2 separate regions of the Oryctolagus cuniculus genome follow, and region 1 is linked to region 2. A link is a contact called in public Hi-C data. All regions are on one chromosome and are shown on one strand. The core of a region is the stretch at or near the end of the contact, and the rest is flanking DNA. Distances in the headings are between cores, read along the strand shown.

Region 1 (6,481 bases), core at 1,236-3,735, 120 kb before region 2:
CTGCAGTGCTGGCATCCTATATAGGAACTAGTTCAAGTCCTGGCTGCTCCACTTCTGATCCAGCTCCCTGTTAACGTGCCTGGGAAAAACAGCAGAAGATGGCCCAAGTCCTTGGGCCTCTTGCACCCACGGAGGAGACCTGGAAGAAGCTACTGGCTTCTGCCTGGCCCTGGCCATCTGGGGAGTAAGGCAGTATATGGAAGATCTCTTTCTCTCTCTCTCTTTCTCTCTCTCTCTTTCTCTCTCTTTTTCTTTCTTTTTCTTTCTCTCTCTCTCTCTTTCTGTCTCTCTGTCTCTCCCTCTCTTACTGTACCTCTGACTTTCAAATACACAAGTCTTTAAAAAAGGAATAAATACTTTTAATTAAAAAGTAAATATAATGATTAAATTCTTAATAGTCTAGGATTCTACCCAGATGGGAAAGAGCATTGCAAAATGTCTTAAATGGCAGAGACACAACAAGGACATTTCAATACAGGGACATTGGTCAGGTAGACACCCTCTTAGAAACGTATGTGGTCCAGACACAAGCCCCATGGCCCACTCAGCAGTGGAGAATCACTCACCTGTACGTGTAAGGACCTCTTTGCTTCACCTTAATGTTGCTGCTGTTTGCTACCACTTGGTCTGGATTTTGCACATCGAAGATCCAAAACTGTCTATAAACATCTGTGCCTGTTTTCACCCAGTTTTTAAAAGCAATTGTACCTTCCTCAAGGACAACTTCCTAGGAATAAGAAAAAATAAAATATGCAGGTTATTTCTTTGTAGTAAAGGCAGGGCCTGCTAGGAGCTTCTTTTTTATCACCTTCAATGAGCCAAGATGAAAGCCTCAAGTTCAAGGGTCTTGCTCATGAGAACCTCTGCAACTTTGACATGCACTTGGCAGTGGAACTGGTCTTTCTTTTCCTTTTAAAATATGTTGTTTATTTATTTGTGAGGCAGAGTTACAGAGAGAGGAGAGACAGAGAGAAAGGTCTTCCATCCACTGGTTCATTACCCAGATGGCCACAACAGCCAGAGCTGAGCAGATCCAAAGCCAGGAGCCAGAAACTTTTGCTGGGTCTCTCACATGGACACAGGGGCCCAAGCACTTGGGTCATCTTCTGCTGCTTTCCCAGGTCATAGCAGAGCTGGATCGAAGAGAAACAGCCAGGATGCAAACCAGTATCCGTATTAGACGCTGGCACCACAGGCAGCAGCTTACTATGCCACAGCACTGGCCACAGTGGACATGGTTTTGAGGTACTAGGACTGTAACCCTTTTTAGGTACCCTCTTGTGACAAGCATCTATGTGTAACCCTGAAGGCTGGACTGTGGATGTTAAAGCAAACCATTGCAAATTCTAGAGTGACCCTGGGGGAACACTGCAATGGTCAGTGACAATTTAAAAGTGTATTCAAATTGTTCCAAAAACTTTTCAAGTTGAACATTAACTTCTTTTATGCCCCTAAATGAGTTTATTTAATTAAGCAGAACATAAAATTAAAGGAAAAAAATTAGAAACTTTTTCCTTTCTTGGATATTTCAGAAGCTTATGGCTTAGCATCTATTAAATGAAGACAATAAATACTTCTAGACAAAAAAAAAAAAATTGACTTCTCCACTCAGAATCCTGCTCCATACAGTTTCTCCAACTCCTAATACATTTGCAGCAACCCGTTACTACAACAGTCTAATCCATTCTATTCTGCAAATGAAAAGATGAGATAGGAATATGTCTTCTTAGGTAAAATCTATTAAAATTCACAAAGTCTTGTACCAAATATAGACAAGAAGAAAATGCATCGATGATAGCATATAAAAACCCTCCATTAGAAATCTGGTTCTTTGCTTCAGGAGATTTGGGACCAAGTGGAAAGTCACCAACCCCCTTAGGGTCAATTTCATTATTTGCCAAATGAGAGAGTCACCATAGAGGCTCTCCCAGTGTCTTTCCTAGGTGCTGACTCTCAGAGCACAAAGTCTATGAAGCTATAGTAACCAATGCAAACAAAGGTGATTTTGTAGCCAGCAGTATTTCCAATTAAGTGCCCTGGGAAGCAGGCACAGGTAGGAGACCTGTGCAAGGGGAAAAGGAAGACAACCATTTCACAGAAACAAGCTTAAGGGGATCCATGGATCCAGGAACAAGCTGATCTATTTGTTTCCTTCTCTTGGAAGCATGAGTTCTTAGAACAATGGGTCAGGAAAAGACATCAAACCTAATCTTGTTTTTCAGTAGGGCACAATGAGGCTCTGAGGACCCAGGGAGGTGGCCCCAGAGTGACCTGGGCAAGGAGCAGTGGGTTCAGAAAATCCTCCTCTCTCCCCGTACTAGTCCTTTGTTACAGCAGGTCCCAGCTGTCTTTGTTTCTCCTGTCTGTCACCCTCTGCATATACTGGGTGGAAGCCAAATGAAGTTTAGTATCTTCAGCATATTCGATTGCTTAATGCTGAGTGTCAGGGAATTCCTCAGAGAACTACCAGGCGTGGTGTTAAAACGCAATTACAAAATCCCACGCCGTTGCGAAGCACTTACACTGTGTACACTGGAGCTGCTAAAGTAATGTGCAATCTCTTGCTTTTTTGAGAACTTGTCTCTGGAAAACTTTCCAGTTGCTCTTCAAAAAGCTTGCTTCCATGCAACAAGCCCAAAATGAAGGCAAAATCACATTAAACCTTATAACCATTCTAAAGGTGAAGATGTTTGATGAGAGTGTTGATGCTGGAAACAATTTACCAATTTCAAGAGACTTTACAAAAGGGGAATTATGCAATTATTATCACACCATAAGGATCTTGGAACCTAAAGCAGTATCTGTAATTGACCACATGCCTCTCCAAGTTCACATGTTATTTCAGCCCCAACTTTGAAGAAAAACTCCGATTCCTACAGAATTCAATAGGGTCTGACATATATAATGTGTACTTAACTGTATAATTCATTTAAGACATTGTAAGTGTTTTAGGCCTTTTTTTCCTTTATATCATTTTTCCTTATTATTATTATTTCCTTATTATCATTTTTCCTTTATATCATTTTGCCTTATTAGTTGCTGGAGATTTTTTTAATAGAAATGTTGAAAAAATGAATTGAAATGATATATGGAATTATATACTCTTAGAGTTAGCACCACCTTATTTTCAGAGGTTGAAAGGGGAGTTCATAGGAAAAACAAATGTCTGATTCATTGTTATGTGATGATTGTGTAGCACGCAATGGAGATATCACAACTTCTCACTCCAGTATTGTACAGTTCCCATAACGCCAGGATTTGTTCAGAGACAAAAGGAAAAATATCATAGTGGTCAAAACAAATGCAGTTCTTCTTCTGATGACATTACTATGTGTCTTAGAACACTGTGCAGTAGCTACTTGAACAACAAGACTAAATGTGTTAGAGGTTCCTTTAATCGTTAAGAGGAGTAAAAGATTTTACATCCATGTTAATTTAAAAGAGAAAGATCTTAAATGGAGCTATATTGCCTAGTTTGCAAATCTTTCACTGATTTTGAAGAAAGCTGATAATTATGAAGACAGAATAAAAGATATAATTGAAGACCTCTGACTTGGCTAATGTGTACATCGACATATAACCCTGATATTAAGTATTCAGATTGTCTAAATCTCATAAATAAGTCTAACCTGAAGACTCTGAAATGTCTATTCTACTTTGCTAGTTTCAAGATAGTTATTTTTTTCTTCCATCTTATCGGCTTATTTTTTCAGAGAACTTTTTTTTTTTTTTTTTTTTTTGACAGGCAGAGTGGACAGTGAGAGAGACAGAGAGAAAGGTCTTCCTTTTGTCGTTGGTTCACCCTCCAATGGCCGCCGCGGCCGGCGCGTTGCGGCCGGCGCACCGCGCTGATCCAATGGCAGGAGCCAGGAGCCAGGTGCTTTTCCTGGTCTCCCATGGGGTGCAGGGCCCAAGCACTTGGGCCATCCTCCACTGCACTCCCTGGCCACAGCAGAGAGCTGGCCTGGAAGAGGGGCAACCGGGACAGAATCCGGCGCCCCAACCGGGACTAGAACCCGGTGTATCGGCACCGCTAGGCGGAGGATTAGCCTAGTGAGCGGTGGCGCTGGCCCAAGAGAACTTTTATTTAATAAATATAAATTTCCAAAGTACAACTTTTGGGTTATAACAGTTTTTCACCCCATAACCACCCTCCCACCCACAAACCATCCCATCTCCCATCCCATTCTTCATTAAGATTCATTTTTAATTATCTTTATATACAAAAGCTCAACTTAGTATATACTAAGATTTCAACAGTTTGCACCCACACAGGCATGCAAAGTATAAAGTACTGTACGAAGACTAGTTTTACTGTTAATTTGCATAGTAGCACATATTAAGGTCAGAGATCCTACATGAGGAGTAAGTGCACAGTGACTCCTGTTGTTGACTTAACAATTGACACTCTCGTTTATGGCGTCAGTAACACCCGAGGTTCTTGTCATGAGCTGCCAAGGCTGTGGAAGCCTCTTGAGTTCACCAACTCCAACCTTATTTAGACAAGGCCATAATCAAAGTGGAAGTTATTTTTAACAGCCATGTCTTCTTTTTCAAAAAACAAAAAGTTTATTTATTTGAGATACAGAGAGAGAGACTGGGCAGCAAAGAGAGAGAAAGGAAGAAGGAGAGGGAGAAGGAAAACATGCTAGCCAGACAGAACTCTCATTTTCTGATTCATTCCCCAAATGCTCCCACCACCCAGGCTGAGTCAGGCCCACGCTGGAGTCAAGGATTCAATCCACATCTCACATGTCGGTGGTGGGGACCCGACCACCTGAGCTGTCACTGCTGCCTCCCAAAGTCTGCATGAGAAGGAAGTTGGCATCAGGCACCAGGGCCAGAACTCAAACGCAGGCACTGCAGTGTGGGACGAAGGTATCCTAAGCAGCATCTACACCAATAGGCCAAATGGCTGCCCAGGGACAGTCAGGTCTTTTAGAACATACTCAGGCAATTATTGTTTGTGCATGAAATTAGCACTCCTCTACGTGACTGGCAACGTTAGCATAACAATGGAGTATTACTCTTGGAATTCTTTTATGTGTAGGATAGGTGGAGTACAAATGTAGAAAACATACTATTTCACTTTCCAGAATCATATATAGCAGATTTTGATCTTTGTTTGGACTATTTGGCCGTATGGGTGTCCTAACAAAATATAATGGCTTCTTCTCTCAAATCATAGAAGGAAATAAAATGCTATGAGTTTGATTCCCTGTCTGGTCACTTTAATAACCATTTAAATTTGGGCAGGTTATTTGTCCCTCAGTTTCCTTCCCCAGAAAATGAGGATAAAAATAATTTCAGTTAGAACTACATGAAGTTAGTTTTTTTTTTTTTTAATTTATTTAATTGAAAGTCAGAATTACAGAGAGAGAAAGAGATAGAGGTCTTCCATCCTCTGGTTCACTCTCCAAATGGCTGTAACAAGGCTGGGCCAGGCCTAAGCCAGGAGGCAGGAGCTTCTTCTATCTCCCACATTGGTGCAGGGGCCCAAGCATGTGGGCCATCATCTGTCCTTTTCCAGGCACATTAACAGGGAGCTGGGTTGGAAATGGAGCATGGGGCCGGTACTTTGGCGTAGTGGGTGAAGCTGCCACCTGCAGTGCGGGCATCCCATATGGGCGCCAGTTCGAGTACTGGCTGCTCCACTTTCGATCCAGCCCTCTGCTGTGCCCTGGGAAAGTAGTGGAAGATGGCCCAAGCCCTTAAGCCCCTGCATCCATGTGGGAGACCTGGAGAAAGCTCGTGGCTCCTGGCTTCAGATCAGTGCGTCTCCGGCCACTGCGGCCAACTGGGGAGTCAACCAGTGGATAGAAGACCTCTCCCCTTCTCTGCCTCCTCTTCTCTCTCTGCGTAACTCTGACTTTCAAAGTAAATATATAAATATTTTAAAAAAAAAAAAAAAGGAAGTGGAGCAGCTGGGACTCAAATTGGCACCCATGTGGGATATTGGCACTGCAGACAGCAGTTTATGCCACAGTGCCAGCCCAAAGTTAGTTATTTTTGAAGGTCAAAAATTGTTGGCAAATGATGGCAGAACTTTGACCTTTTCCAAAGTGCTTTGGTGGTTTCCACATTGATAGCAGCTCATGCTGTCGACTTTTAATCTGCTAGAATGATTGTGTGAACCTCTGGCTTCACACAAATCAATTAGTAAAAAAAAGGGGGGGGGGCGGGGGTTGAGCTGTATTTTCATATAGTTTAAGTTAACAATTATGCTTTTGGTTGCTAAGAGGATGAATAAGTGTGGGCATTAGAACAGTGTAAGCCCACCATGAGTATTTCATATATCTTAGATTTTAGTATTATACAAATACTGTCCACCATTTAGAGGGTTGTTTTTTTGTTTTTTTGTTTTTTGTTTTGTTTTGTTTTTGTTTTTGTTTTTTTTTTTTTTTTGACAGGCAGAGTGGACAGTGAGAGAGAGAGACAGAGAGAAAGGTCTTCCTTTGCCGTTGGTTCACCCTCCAATGGC
Region 2 (6,759 bases), core at 17-2,516:
CAGTTGCTCCCCACAGAACTCTAAAGGAAGTTAAGTTAATCTACCTACACAATTATATTTCAACAAAAGCAGGATAGACCAATTGCATTTCATGATTTTTTTGTTTTTCTTTACCTTAGTATTATTTTTTCTTTTTAAAATTGTTTTGAACATAAAGAGAACAAATTTCATGTGTTCATAAGTACAGTTCTAACAACCATACTTCCCTCCCTCTCACTCCCAACCTTAATTTCCCCCCTTCTTTCCTATTTTATTTAATATTTTAAAAAACATAATTTCCATCTAATCTTTAATCATAGGCTTAAGGAACCACTAACCATAATATTCAATGAGTAAAAAAAAAAAAAAAAAAGACCAGAGTTTTGCAGGGGTATGAACAAGGGTTAAAATAACAATCAAATCACAATATTTCTGTTTCATTCCTATGCATTTTTTGTATTTTATATAAACTAACACATAACAGAGAAAACATATATTTGTCTAAAAAGGGATTAAAATTCTCCAGTTCTATGGATTTGCCAAAGTATTGCTCTTTCTTTTCCTATGAAATAGGAGAAACTGCTCAGAAAATAGTGATTTTTTTGTAATTCTCTTCTAGTTTCACATCTTCATAATTATTCAGAAGATATTCTGAAGCACAAAGCCTAGTTTCTGAGAACTCCAAAATGCTCCGTAAGTCTTAAGCCTTCCTCTCATCATTGTTTTCTCCTTCTGGGTTATAATGTAGGTGAAATGTCAAATAGTTCTTAGACGTAAGCCATCTTACTCCAAAGCCGAATGCTGAGTCCCCAAGAATAGCATTAGAGGAGCACTTGGCCTGCAGGCTCTGTCCTCTGCTTGGTAAAAGCACTTGCCAAGTGGTTCTTAGGACACAACCTGCTGAAATTTTGCAGTTTAACAGCAGCCCTCTGGAAGTCCACTATCATTGGGGAAATGGAGGAGGATAACACTCCCATGGTACAATGGTCAATACAAAACGTGTTTATTTCCTCCTGCCCTGATTAACTTGCAAAAGGGAAAGGTTAAAAATGCAGAATATAAAAAACAGATCTCTGTCCCCTATGGGTCCACCGCCTTCTGCTGCAAATTTGAAAGCACTGTGTATCTCAGAAGAGGCCAGGACCTCCAATAGCAGGAACTGAAACAATCTAAAATTAGATGTTAATGGGGAAAGTCTCTGGGGACATTATAGAAAATGTTTGTTCATTTGTTTCCTTACATGTCATTCAGCCAGTGTCGTAAATTATAGGTCAGAGGTTCTGGCATGTTTCCAAAAGACTACTGCCTGTTACACTGAGTACAAATTCCAAGAGAATTAAGGAGAGCTGATAGGATTTCACCTTAAAGAAGAAGACATTCAGAGCAGAAAATCAGCAGTGCCAAAGAAATAAAAAAAGACAGAACTCCCCATTGAGATTGAATCCAGCTGTGGAACACTAGTAAGGCACAGCTAGTAGCAAAGTGAACTTGAGAAGTTAACGAGAAACTAATAACTTACAATTTGCTCCATTTTGAGAGTGAAAGCAAGAAAGTGAGGCAGAGGACGAAGCTAAGAACCTCAGGCAGCCTCGCCTGTGCCAAAATCCTTAGCCTTCAGATGCAAGACCTACCAGATCTGCACCAGCTCAACGAGGCCCTTCCTGTAACTACCCCTAGCCCCAGTAAAACTAGCATAGTCACTGTCTGCAGTCCCTCGGAATGGAACAAGCATCCATGTTTCATACTGATGTCATGGTCTTCACACTACAACAATGTGGACACAGGCCATTCAGTTATGGATATCACAAATATTTCTTAATCACATTCTATTTTTTTCTTTTTTTCAGGATTTTATTTATTTTTATTTGAAAGGCAGAGTTACAGAAAGTCAGAGGCAGAAAAAGAGAGAGAAGTCTTCCAATCTGCTGGTTCACTCCCTAAATGACCACAACCACTAAAGCTGAATTGATCCAAAGCCAGGAGCTTCTTCCAGGTCTCCCACACAGGTGCAGGGGCCCAAGCACTTGGGCCAACTCCCACTGCTTTCCCAGGACATAGCAGGGAGCTGCATCAGAAGTGGAGCAGCCAGGACTCAAACCAGCACCCATTTGGGATGCCTGCACTGCAGGCGGTGGCTTTAGCCACTATTCTGTAGTGCCAGTCCCTCACATTCTATTTGCTAGAAAAAAAAATACCAGGGTTGTGGTCTTGTCAAAGGGGATTTTACTAGCTAATGGGGGAGAAACAAATTATGGATACACAAATAAATCTATGAGGAGAGGGTTGATAAGTTTATTAATTTCACAAACTGCTGTAGAAGTTCAACTAGAAATAGCAAAAGCAAGGGGACTTAAGGATGTCTAACATATGCTCAGGAATGGAGCAAACTGAGCTGGTCAGGAGGTGGTACTGAACAGAAAAGACAAGAGCCTTCCATGTCAGGAAGGCTTAGGTTTTCTTTTCTAGGCCATGATGTTAGTTGGTAGGGATTCAGGTATCTCTACTTTTACAAGCTCCCAGGATGAGTCTTCTGCCAACCTATCCAACAAAATAAGACAAAAATTCCTCTTGCCATTGTCAGAGTTCATATTTTCCAACATGCCATGGCATTTTCCCCCATATAATTAGAATTATTCATTATTGAAGTGAATTTTTTGAAAATGTTTTTATTTATTCATTTGAGAGACAGAAAGAGCAAGAGAGAAAGAAAGAGAGAAAGAGAACACTCTCCTTTCCACTTGTTTACTGCCCAAATGCTGGGGCTGGACCAGGGCTGAAATCAGGGACCAAGAACTCAAGCAAGGTCTCCCACATGGGCAGCAGGAACTGAAGTAGTTGAGCCATCACTGCTACCTTCCAGAGTCTGTATTTGCAGGAAGCTGGAGTCCTGAGTCAGAGCAGGGTATCCTACATGGGTGTTCTAATATTAAAGGCAGAACTCTTAACCAACATGCTAAACATCTGCTCTCTGCCAATGATTTTTAGATTGAAACATGGAATTGCTGTTTTTGTAGATTGAAAATATTCAAATATAAATAGTTACATGAGTTTTCATTTAATTACTAAAAATGTATAAGTATTCAAAAAGTCCAATATTATAAAGCTTTTGTAACTTGGATCTTTATTAGTTGACATGGGAGTTTTATCCCAAATATTAGGTCTTATTTAATCAGTGTACTCAGTACATATTGGTCTATCACACGGATTTTAGTTGAGTAGCATCTTCAGATACCAAAGGGAAGAAACCAGAATCCTTATACTCAGAGCTTATATTAATCACATGAAGGAACTTTAGTCCCTTGACTTTATTTAAAATAGGAAAACCCAGATTCTAACTTTGTTGTGGGCTTCAAATGGTTGATTTATTCAAGAAAATAATCCAGGTCTCCAATCCCTAATATAAGAGCTTTTTGAGTAAGCTTTTATGTGATTTCTAAATATCAGCTAACCATAAAATTCCAAGTTTCTATTTTCCCCCATATTACATAAATGTCTGTATTTCCTCAGGTATTTGTATCAAGAATACATTAACCTTGCTTTATAATACTCTTTATTTGCATTTTACCCATTCTCTTCATATTGATTTAGGTTTTATTTTCTGCCTCCTTTTCATTGTCTTTTTTTTTGAACCTCTAACGAGTGTGTTAGCACTGCTTCATTTCTTGTTATCCATAGAAGTTGTAGAACAGGTATAAAACAGAAAGGAAAATACAGCTCTGTTGTCCTCCCCAAGCTCTGTTAGGATGACAAGTTCCCAAAGTTGTCTCTGGAAAGCCTCATAGGGAAAGATGAAGAAAAACAAGGAAGTGAACTCTGTTCTCTGAGACACATAGCCTTGACCTGAACAGACTGTGCTTTCTTTGGGCTTTGTATTTTCAAAATACAAAGAAAAGGAGACAAAAAAAAAAAAAAAGAAAGAAAAAGAAAAAGAATGTTTATTTCAAATATTTACTTGGGCTCACTAAGTTTTGTATACTTATTTTAGATTTAAGGTATGTAAAATAACCAGAGGTAGTAAGCCATAAACCAAAGTAATGTCAAGTTATTTTTTAAAATTCAAAATATGATGAAGAATAAGCAAATAGCTAATTATAATGACTGCAATCTAAAAATAACTTGAAAGAGACAGAGGAGGGATGTGCACTGCAATGCAGCGGGCTGAGCTGCTTCTTGGGATGCTGAATCTTATATTGGAGAGCCAGTTCAAATCCTGGTTATTCTGTTTCTAATCCAGTTTCCTGTGAAGTTGCTGATGCTGGACTATGTACTTGGTTTCCTGCCACCCCTGTGGGAGACCCAGATGGAGCTCCCAGCTCCTGGCTTTGGCATTTGGTGAGTGAACAGCTGATGGAAGATCTTTCTGTCCCTCCCTCTCTCCCTCTGTCTGTCAAACAAATCTTAAAACATAAATAAGGAGGGGGAGAAGAGGAAGAAGAAGTAGAAGAAGTAGGAGGAGGAGGAAGAAGAGGGGAGGAAGGAGGAGAGGGAAGAAGGGAAAAGGAAGGCAAGGAAAATATCTAACAATAGCTATACTTACTGATTTATTTTTATTGATATGGACATTAGTCAATAAAGTTGTCAGAAAGTCAATCAATATGTTTCTAAGGGTCTTTTATGCCTCAGGCACTAGGGGAAAGTAAGAAATTTGAGTTATGGAGCCAGCGCCATAGATCACTCGGTTAGTCTTCTGCCTGCGGCACCTGCATCCCACATGTGCGCCGGGTTCTGTACCCGGTTACTCCTCTTCCAGTCCAGCTCTCTGTTGTGCTCCGGGAGTGCAGTGGAGGATAGCGCAAGTGCTTGGGCCCTGCACCCCATGGGAGACCAGGAAGGGGCTCCTGGCTTCGGATCAGTGCAATGCTGGCCGTGGCGGCCATTTGGGGAGTGAACCAACGGAAGGAAGACCTTTTTGTCTCTCTCTTTCACTGTCTATAACTCAACCTGCCAAGTTAAAAAAAAAAAAAGAAAGAAAAGAAATTTGAGTTAAATACATCCCCTGCTTGATGGATCTTCTGGTTAAGGTCCTGGACTCATATAGTTTTTCTCCAGGAACTAGAGTAGAAGGTAGGGGTGAGGAGAGAAGGTATGGTTTTGGTAGGAAGTAGAATTTTAGGGAGACAAAATGGGCTTCAAAAAATGCAAAAGCTGAAATCTCAAAATTTTCCACTCTCAAATTGTCCTAGGTGGGACTTCAAGCAAAAAAAAAAAAAAAAAAAAAAAAAAAAAAAAAAACAAAAACAAACTTTGTTACCCAGAAAGGCTTTCTCAGGAGTGCAAAAGCAGCTGACTGTGCCTTTCCACACTGTGGTTGCCTTGAAATTCCTTTTGGCAAGTTGTCAAGAGATGTCAAGAGGCAAAAGCCCTAAAGAAATCAGGCTACAGGCAAAGTACTGATGAAGTCAAAGAAGGAGAAATCCTCTGAGAAATCCGTATCAGTGCTGCGATGTCCAAGTGCCCTCCTCTGTACTTGCATTGCCTAATAAGAGAACAAAATCCAAGACAGTTTCTTGCAGGAAGTATTCAGAAAGTTATATATGAACAGCAGACGATATCTAAGCACAAATTTCATAACTACTTATGATAGAAAAATATAGCAACACATGATAGAAAAGGGCTAACATTTTCAACCTTAGCTGTCTATGACAAATTATATTATAATGAGTGAATGATTAATTGAAGTAAATCAGCATAAGGTTTCAGAATTCTTTGATATCCTAAATAGAACTCTGAATTGTAATTTAATTATCTCTGTCACGTGATTTTTTTGCATGTCTCTCAAATAAGCCTAACACTAATTTGTATGGAGAGCTTTTTTGTTGCTATGCTTTGGAAAAAAAAATCTGAAGAGTGTTTTCATAAAGTTTTTTTTTGCACTTGTTTACAAAGGTGATTCAACTATATTTAAGGATCTCCAAAGTTGACGACCTCAGGTAAATGAAGATTGGACACAGCCATGTTAGAGAAGGAACTGAATAGAGAGAAGTGCAAATTTAAAAATACAGTAGCTACAGGGCACATTCAAGGGAGAAGAATTTGTTTAGGGGTGCTGAGGCCACCATGACACCCCATCCTGATGCACCAAAACACCAAAAGGCATTCCACAAACAGTGCAAGAAATCCCTCCCTATGAGACAGTGGGGACACTCACCTTGCCTACTTGGGTGGATGTGAATTCAGTTTGTTTGATGGAGCTGATCAGCAAATTATCTATCCTTGACTCATAGTTGAGATATCATGGCTTACTGGTTAAAGGCCCCTAGGAAAACACACTCAGGTTAATTCCCTGGACTGCAGTGCCGGCATCCTATATGAGTGCTGGTTCAAGACCCGGCTGTTCCACTTCCAATCCAGCTCTCTGCTATGGCCTGGGAAAGCAGTACAAGATGACCCAAGTCCTTGGGCCCCTGCACCTATGTGGGAGACCTGGAAGAAGCTCCTGGCTCCTGGCTTCGTATAGGCACAGCTCCAGCTATTGTGGCCAATTGGGGAGTGAACCAGTGGATGAAAGACCTCTCTGTATCCCTCTGCCTCTTCTCTCTCTGTGTACCTCTGGCTTTCAAATAAATAACTAAATCTTTAAAAAATAAATAAATAAAGGTAACTCATTTACAGATCACCTTGTGTCATTCTTGGAGGAAGACTTCACTTACATTTTAAAGTTTACTTTAAAGTAGTAAGTAAAAAGTTTACTACTAATTATTACTTAATCTTTACTATTCATTGCTTTACTGCAATAATATTGTAAATCTACCTGAATATTTTCAACCATCTGCATACTGG

What was found. A called contact is a pair of places that touch in the nucleus more often than the background predicts.
Region 1: a Hi-C map of an unstated tissue shows a contact between it and region 2, with 4 times the contacts expected there. The contact joins the enhancer-like site here to the promoter of LOC138848883 in region 2. A contact is called at or near these places in 2 of 6 Hi-C or Micro-C datasets (psoas muscle and an unstated tissue).

The regions. Positions count from the first base shown.
Region 1 is chr3:145,398,620-145,405,100 of mOryCun1.1, reverse strand. It overlaps CD36 (CD36 molecule (CD36 blood group)), which reads right to left. Exons shown (of 15, transcript XM_070071236.1): 4 at 567-727. Among named protein-coding and RNA genes, the nearest start is that of GNAT3, 130 kb to the right of the region's middle. Within about 2 kb of position 2,485, at least 3 of the 8 cell types and tissues checked have an H3K27ac peak or open chromatin away from gene starts, as enhancers often do.
Region 2 is chr3:145,273,140-145,279,898 of mOryCun1.1, reverse strand. LOC138848883 (proline-rich protein 19-like) reads right to left here and starts at 1,266. Exons shown (of 3, transcript XM_070069888.1): 1 at 1,220-1,266. The coding sequence starts at 1,266. The region is part of intron 1 of CD36 (CD36 molecule (CD36 blood group)); the gene reads right to left.